2 separate regions of the Mus musculus genome follow, and region 2 is linked to region 1. Evidence: chromatin contacts called from public promoter capture Hi-C data. All regions are on one chromosome and are shown on one strand. The core of a region is the stretch at or near the end of the contact, and the rest is flanking DNA. Distances in the headings are between cores, read along the strand shown.

Region 1 (3,518 bases), core at 44-2,543:
AAAGACTATACACCACTAGAAGTCCAGAAAAGTAGATCCTGCTGGTCTACACTGCACCTAGAATAATGACTGAGGCTGCTTGTGCCCAGGAGAGTCAGTTCTGAACTCTCCCCAAAGAAATGACTTTATTAAATAAGAGTATGGAGAAACGGTCAGGCCTAAAGTCACTCCAAAAAAATAAAAAAAGTTTTCCTTAAGTAAGAACAAGATGCCAGTGCATAAGCCACTTAGTTCACCAGAGAGACCTAAGAAAAGAGACAGTGAAGAATCATCCTGGGCTTAAAATAAATTTCAACCACTGACCTCAAAACCATCTGCCAAAATGTATTAGGCTGTGGAACAATGTATGCTCTGAGAATTAAAACAAAACAAAAACAAGTTATCGGTGAGCACTTCATGTAATATTACAGCTGGAAATAAGTGAGGCAAACACATCCCAAAAAGTGATATGGAATGAGCCCTGCTAAAACCACTATCGCCCAGATGACCCACCCAGGGCTGTAATCTCTGAGAAACAGACTTCACTAGAATTGCCTTGCCAACTCACTAAACAATCAAACAACAAGAGGAACAGAAGATGGAGAGCCACAAGGGGAATCAACATCTAGAATTACAGACCCTAAAACCCTAGTTTCCAAGAAGAGATTTTTGAGTTGTGCAAAGACAGGAAAATATAACCCATATACAGGAAAGCAAAGAACAGGCAATAAAAACTACCTCGGAGAGCCAGGGGGTGACAAAGCCTCATTACGAATGTGTTAGAGGAAATTCGGGGACTCATGCTTAAAGAGTTAAAATAAGTCAGTCAACAGGGACAACACAAGATTCAATTAGTAAAGTAGCCAGGACAAAAAGTAGATGCCTGTTTGCCTAGGGCCAGGGTAAAGGGGCTGGTGACCTCCTCCTACATTCGTCTAACTGGTGATATTTTGAAAGGGGAAAGTTCCTGAGAAAACTGTCATAGTGACCTTACTAGGCACTGGTGGGCACGACAGGGTCACTCATCTCTAGAGCATCACCCTGATCCCTCCGCCTACCGCCCCTTCTAGGGCTTTTCGAGGGACCACAGCCGGCAAGCGCCTCTTCAGTCGTGAGCTCCGAGATAGACGCATTTCCCGCTTTCCCTCTCCATCTCCCGCAGGAGGAACAGGGCCCGGACATGCGCACTGAGTTGCTGGCGGGGAGTGGGTGGGGCTCGCGCGCCTGGCTGGCTCCTTGTGCGCATGAGCGGAGCGGCCGCCAGAGCGGAAGTGGAGCTGCGGCGGGGAGGTGGAGCGGGAACGCGCTGAGGCTGGGTGAGCGGCTGACATGGCGCACTTGGGGCGTCTTATGGTTCCCCTGGCAGCTCTGGTCCTGCTGCTCTGGGCGGTCCCTGGGGCCCACGGACGGCGGAATAACGTGCGCGTCCTCACCGATGAGAACTGGACGTCGTTGCTGGAAGGAGAGTGGATGATAGAATTGTGAGTGCGGGGCGCTTGTCTGGGTGGCGGTGGCCTCCGCCGCCCCGTCCCTCAAGCTGGACACCTGACCAGCCCATCTTCCTCGGCCAGGTCTTGAGGTCCCAGCCTTTGCCGCCCCCAGCTCCAGGGTCATTTCCTAACCGGGAATATTACTTTTCTATCTAAGCGTGCACTGAGCCTCGTCGTTGCTAAGCACTGTGGTGCGATTAAAGGATTACGAGCTACATCGAATTCTCTGGAACAGACTAGCGGATTTGAGGGTGGGATTGGGTTGCGATGGAGGTCTTGGCTGTTTCTATAGACTTTTAGTGATCTTTTGTAGACATCCAGACTTTAAGTCTCCAAATTTTTACAAAAGTTGATATTGAACAAAATCTTGCTTTTAACCTGTCATTCGGAAATTGCTATGTTTATTCGGAAATTGGTATTTGTAATGCCTGAATTTTGAGCTCTTTATTTATTTTTATTTTGTGAGTTAGTTTTTTTAAATTGTAAATGCCAAATAAATGGGAATATATTAAAATCTTTATTTTCTTTTTTTTTCTTCTTGCCTACATTCATTTCTTTTGATATGAACCTCATTTTTCCTTGACCGGTGCGTTTGCAATTTAGAGAATGGCTTGAATTGTGATTTACAGGCCTGCGAATGGTATTGCACATGCATTAGTATGATTATTGATAGGCCCTTTAAATACTCCAGTTCATCATTTACTATTCAAACAAAATCACTTATCTTGTGTGATAATTCTACTTCAACAGTGTCCGCCGTCCTGCTGCTGTAGGAAATAAACTACCTTTGGCCTTTGTCTTAGATGATAAATTAGTGGAATGGTTAATTGACAGTGTTCCTGATACGGCATTATTGATGTGGCGAAAGCACCACCATTGAATGGTCATTGTTTACTGACACTACCCAGTATCTTTACATATGTTTTGGGGTGGGTAATTATTCTACATAATTCCTTATAGTAGATAACCACTCCCATCCCCTGCTTTACCGATTGGCCTGTTCAGATGCTGTCATAGTAGCTTTGTTGGGCTTCAAGAGTAAATATATGCAAGCGTTGTTAGCAACCCTTAAGCAAGATTCTGGTGTTTGCCTATGTTGTGATTGTGTTTAGGGCTGTACACTAAGGAAGAGGTGGAAGTGAACATCCTCAAGAGAGAACCTGGGTGAGGTCCATGATACCTGAGTTGTGAAACAAGAAAAAGGAGATTGCAGTAGGGAAGACGTTTAGTGTACTGACAGTTGGCCGTTCACTGAAGTCAGTTTTCAGGAGAGGAACGCTAACCAGTGCTGTTAGTTTTCAGTCACTGTCATGAATAGGCAGGAGTGACATGATATGTAAAATATAGTCAAATATTACAGAAAGATACCTATAAGCTTTCTTTTGTCACACTGTAAATATCCACAAAGGGTATAAAGGGGACCTACAGTAGCATAATGCTGAGATAAAAACATCCATCTGAAATGACAGGGTCCCATGCTTCCCTTTATCTTTGGCTAAAATTTGGGAGTTTAAAGAAGCTCTTAAGGGCATGGAGGGGTGGTGCTGGAAGGGGTCATCTATCAGGATGTAAAGTAAATAAATAAATAAATAAGGGGAGGAAGCTCTTAAAAAGCATTAGGAAACAATACACTTGATAGTCATAATATTCCTTAGCTACAAATGAGTTCTCTGCAGATTCACTTCTGATGAGCTTTGTTATAGAGCTGCTTCTGTAGTTTTACTGTTAAAGAGTTTGGCTTTGGTATGGAACACTGGTTTTGCTTTCTCTACATGCCTGCTTTAGAAGCTTAATTTTTCTAAAACAGTTCAGAAGTGTTTGAATATGCGTAGGCTTCATTCTTCCCGGTTGCAAATTACAACGGGCAATGAAATGGAAAACAAAATTCTAAGGAAAAACTTGGACCTGCAAAGATAGTGAGTTTCAGAGATGTGTTTCGAGTACTGGCGCCCTTGGCTGTTGGTATCATGGTGCTAGCCAATAGAGTTGCGTCTCCTCTGCTCGGTATCTGTGTGAGGGTTAGGTTTAGAGTAATATTTATACATAAGA
Region 2 (3,621 bases), core at 468-2,967, 2.1 Mb after region 1:
GTCTTCAGACACACCAGAAGAGAGCATCAGATCCCATTACAGTTGTTGTGAGCCACCATGTGGTTGCTGCAGGACCTTTGGAAGAGTAGTCATTGCTCATAACCACTGGGCCATCTCTCCAAACCAACACACAATATTTTAAGGTTAGAAACTTTTATATGTGTTGAGAAGCTCAAAAAGTTGTAATTCTATTTTGAAAGTTGAAGGTAAGATAGATAGTCCAGTAAAGCCGGGCATGGTGGCACATGCCTTTAATCCCAGCACTCAGAAGGCAGAGGCAAGCTGATTTCTGAGTTCAAGGCCAGCCTGGTCTACAAAGTGAATTCCAGGACAGCCAAGGCTATACAGAGAAACCCTGTCTCAGAAGAAAAAAAAAAAAAGTAATCCAGCAAGTGAAGAGAGTCAGCATAGTTATAATATTCTGTGAAGGTTACCTATAAAAAGGCAGTATTCCTTTCATGTAGAATCATTTCAAATAAGAATGGAAAAATACCTGCGAGCCATGCTTAAGGCCTAAGTATTTATGACCTCACACCTTTCTTAAGTATTTGTAAACCTGAAAGTATTTGGGACTCTCCAAACAAGACTATAAACATATTTTTCAAAACACTGTTTTTACTTTATCAGTTGTAATCCGATCCAAATTCAGGAACCTTCTGATATCACTCAACTTCCTTAGCAGAGCTTCCTACATAACCTCAGACATCACCAACACTGTATACGTAACATGCAAAGTGGAAGTCCCCACACTTTGATGTGTCTTACGCTGTCATTGAGCACATCTATCAGTCCCTCTATTTTATATTAAAATCACTTGTAGCCCGGCGTGGTGGCACACGCCTTTAATCCCAGCACGCGGGAGGCAGAGGCAGGCGGATTTCTGAGTTCGAGGTCAACCTGGTCTACAGAGTGAGTTCCAGGATAGCCAGGGCTACACAGAGAAACCCTGTCTCGAAAAACCAAAAAAAAAAAAAAAAAAAAAAAAATCACTTGTAGACTCCAACTCTGCTTCATACAGGCTCGCCCTGGAATTTTTTTCCTGTGGCAAATTCAAGAATCCCAACTTCACTTGAATGGAGATCTCTTGAAAAAAAAAAAATCCAGTTGCTAGGGTGACTATCTACAACCTGTGTCCCTGGGCCCTGGCTCGCTGCCACAGACAGGTTCATTATTTTACATGGATATAGTTTATAATGTGCCCAAAGTACTATAATACTAAGAGCAAAAATATAAATATAACAGGCACATGTTACCATTTAAAAACATTCCCATCCCTGAGGCTGTTTGAATGGCCTTAGTTCTGTAGTCATTAATGGAGGTATCCGAACCCTGGGGGATTGGACTTTTATTGCACTTCTGAGTCACGGGTCTGCCAATCTTGGAAAGCCTAGGCTCCCCAAGAGACAGTCAAGTCATCCAGCTCTCCAGCCTCGAGGTTGCCAAACGATGGACTCGTCACCAAGGCAACCACGTTCCTTCGTCTGGGCGTGGCCCGGGTGAGAGTTCAGAGGTGGTGCTTAGGCCGCTCAAGAACCAGAGCACCAGTGCGGAAGAAGTCTGGGCGTCTCCCACAACACTAGCCCGCCCGGCCCTGCGCGGAGGAAACCCCGCCTACCCTGCGCTGCTGTGCCGCACACATGAATCCGCCTCCGGCAGAACCAGGCGGCAGGGGGCGGGACGAGACGCACAGCCCCGCCTCCGAGCGCGCGTGCGCACTGACCCCTGGGAGGCACGAGCGCAGTTGATCTTAGCCATGGGAACGGGAGCGGTCCTGGAGGCCTCCGGTCAGCTGCTGGCGGGGCCCGCATCCATCCTCGGGCAGGAGTTCCCAACCGACTTCAGCTGGGGAGATGTGGTCCCAGGACGCCCTCGCGTCGCCTCTCCCCTGCGGTGACTCCAGGTATGTCCGTCCCCAACACACCTGAGACTTCGTTGCTGCCTTAGTTTCCACCCCTGGGTACTACTGGGTTCCTTCACCTTTTAATACCTCAAGAAACATCTTTCGCTCTCCATGAAACAGCTTTTAAATGCAATTATTGCTCTTTTTAATGTACTGAGCAAATTGAGTTGATCGAGGTAGTGATCCAGTTTGGCTTTAATGTGACTGAGAATACTTTTGCAGCCCGTGGAGTTACGTTTTATTTCTGAGAGGCCTCTGTGAAATGGAGAATGGCCCTTTGGCCCTGCTGAGGGATGGCCATGTTACTCTAATCAAGTTCATGGCCTATGCCCCTTAGGTAAGATCACTCTTTCTTGGTTTATCTCTGTCTCAAGCCCTCCTGACCAAAATTTGTTCATTCTTGGCCTCCTGGATATGTATAGCGCGTTTCTCAGGTTTCTCTGTCTCTATATAATCCTTTGCGTGTCAAAGACCAGAATTTTTAAAAATGAATCCCATTCGTTATTTATTAGACCTCTGAATTGTATGCTCTCTTATTCTCATGTTCCCCTTATTCATTTTTTCCACTATGGTTCTATTTTTTTTTCATTAAATCCCTGAGTTTAGAGAGAGAGCATTCATATTATTTTATATCTGCTTCCATTCACACCCAATCACCCATAATTTCTCACAGCATCCAGTACAGATATTGCCATTTTAGTGATTTAACTGCCTGGATCCCAGGCTAGCTACAGGTTATGCCTTTCCTACCTTTAGGAAATGCCTATTGGTTATTAACTGCTGTGGAAAATCCCGGGCAGGGGACCTTTGCATCCTCCTCTGTGAGAGCTTTCCTGAGGTACATACAATTCATTTTCTGGAAGTATACAGCTTACTGGTTTTGAGCATCTCAACAGGTTTGCACAATCATCTCTACAAGTTGGTTTCGGAGCAATTTGATTACCTCCAAAAGAAATCTTTTCTATTTAGCTGCTTTTTCTCTCTCCTCCCCAATATTCCTGCTATTAGTTGTAGGCAATCACTAATCTTTAGTCTCAACAAAATTATTTCAGATACTCGATATAAACACAACCTTAAAACATGTGATCTGTGTGCGTGCATCTAGCGAATTTTATGTTGCAGCTTGTATTATTCATTATTGTTTATTAGTATATTAGGCAGATATGCCCTGTATTATTTAGCCATTAGCCATTGGCAAAAAGAGTTTGCCAGTACTAATAATGCCGTGGACATTTTGTATAAATTTTTATGTAGGCATGTTTTCATGGATATAATACCTGGTAATGGAATAGGTATGTCAGAGGCTAATTCCCTTGTTTGGCTCTTTGAGAAACTGACAGATTTTTTTTTTTCCCAAAGCATAGCACCACTCACTGTACATCCCCACTAGATGTATTTGAAGGTTTTACATTAACCTCATCAACACTTGTTCTAGGCTTTCATTTTTATTTTAGCCAATCAGAGAAATTCACACTATCTCATGGTAGGTTTGGCTTGCATTTCCTCATGGCAAGCTTCATTTCCAGCATGGTCTATCACCCAGAAACTGTCAATTCTTATCCTTAGTTTATCTTTTTAAAACCAGGTTGTATTTTCATCATTGAATTGGGAGAATTAATTAATTAGCTAGTTAATTAATTAATATAGCTGAGATGCAGATCTCTAATTGCAGCCTTTTGCCATTCTGCAAATAGCTTCACTTCCCTGATGGCCTGGGCTCT

Evidence for each region. Promoter capture Hi-C pulls out the DNA fragments that hold promoters and counts their contacts.
Region 2: a promoter capture Hi-C map of pre-B cells shows a contact between it and region 1, with 6 times the contacts expected there. The contact joins the promoter of Pcnx4 here to the promoter of Tmx1 in region 1. A contact is called at or near these places in 2 of 39 promoter capture datasets (liver and pre-B cells).

The regions. Positions count from the first base shown.
Region 1 is chr12:70,451,861-70,455,378 of GRCm38.p6, forward strand. It overlaps Tmx1 (thioredoxin-related transmembrane protein 1), which reads left to right and starts at 1,294. Exons shown (of 8, transcript NM_028339.1): 1 at 1,294-1,460. The coding sequence starts at 1,309.
Region 2 is chr12:72,534,640-72,538,260 of GRCm38.p6, forward strand. Pcnx4 (pecanex homolog 4) reads left to right here and starts at 1,718. Exons shown (of 11, transcript NM_026327.3): 1 at 1,718-1,900.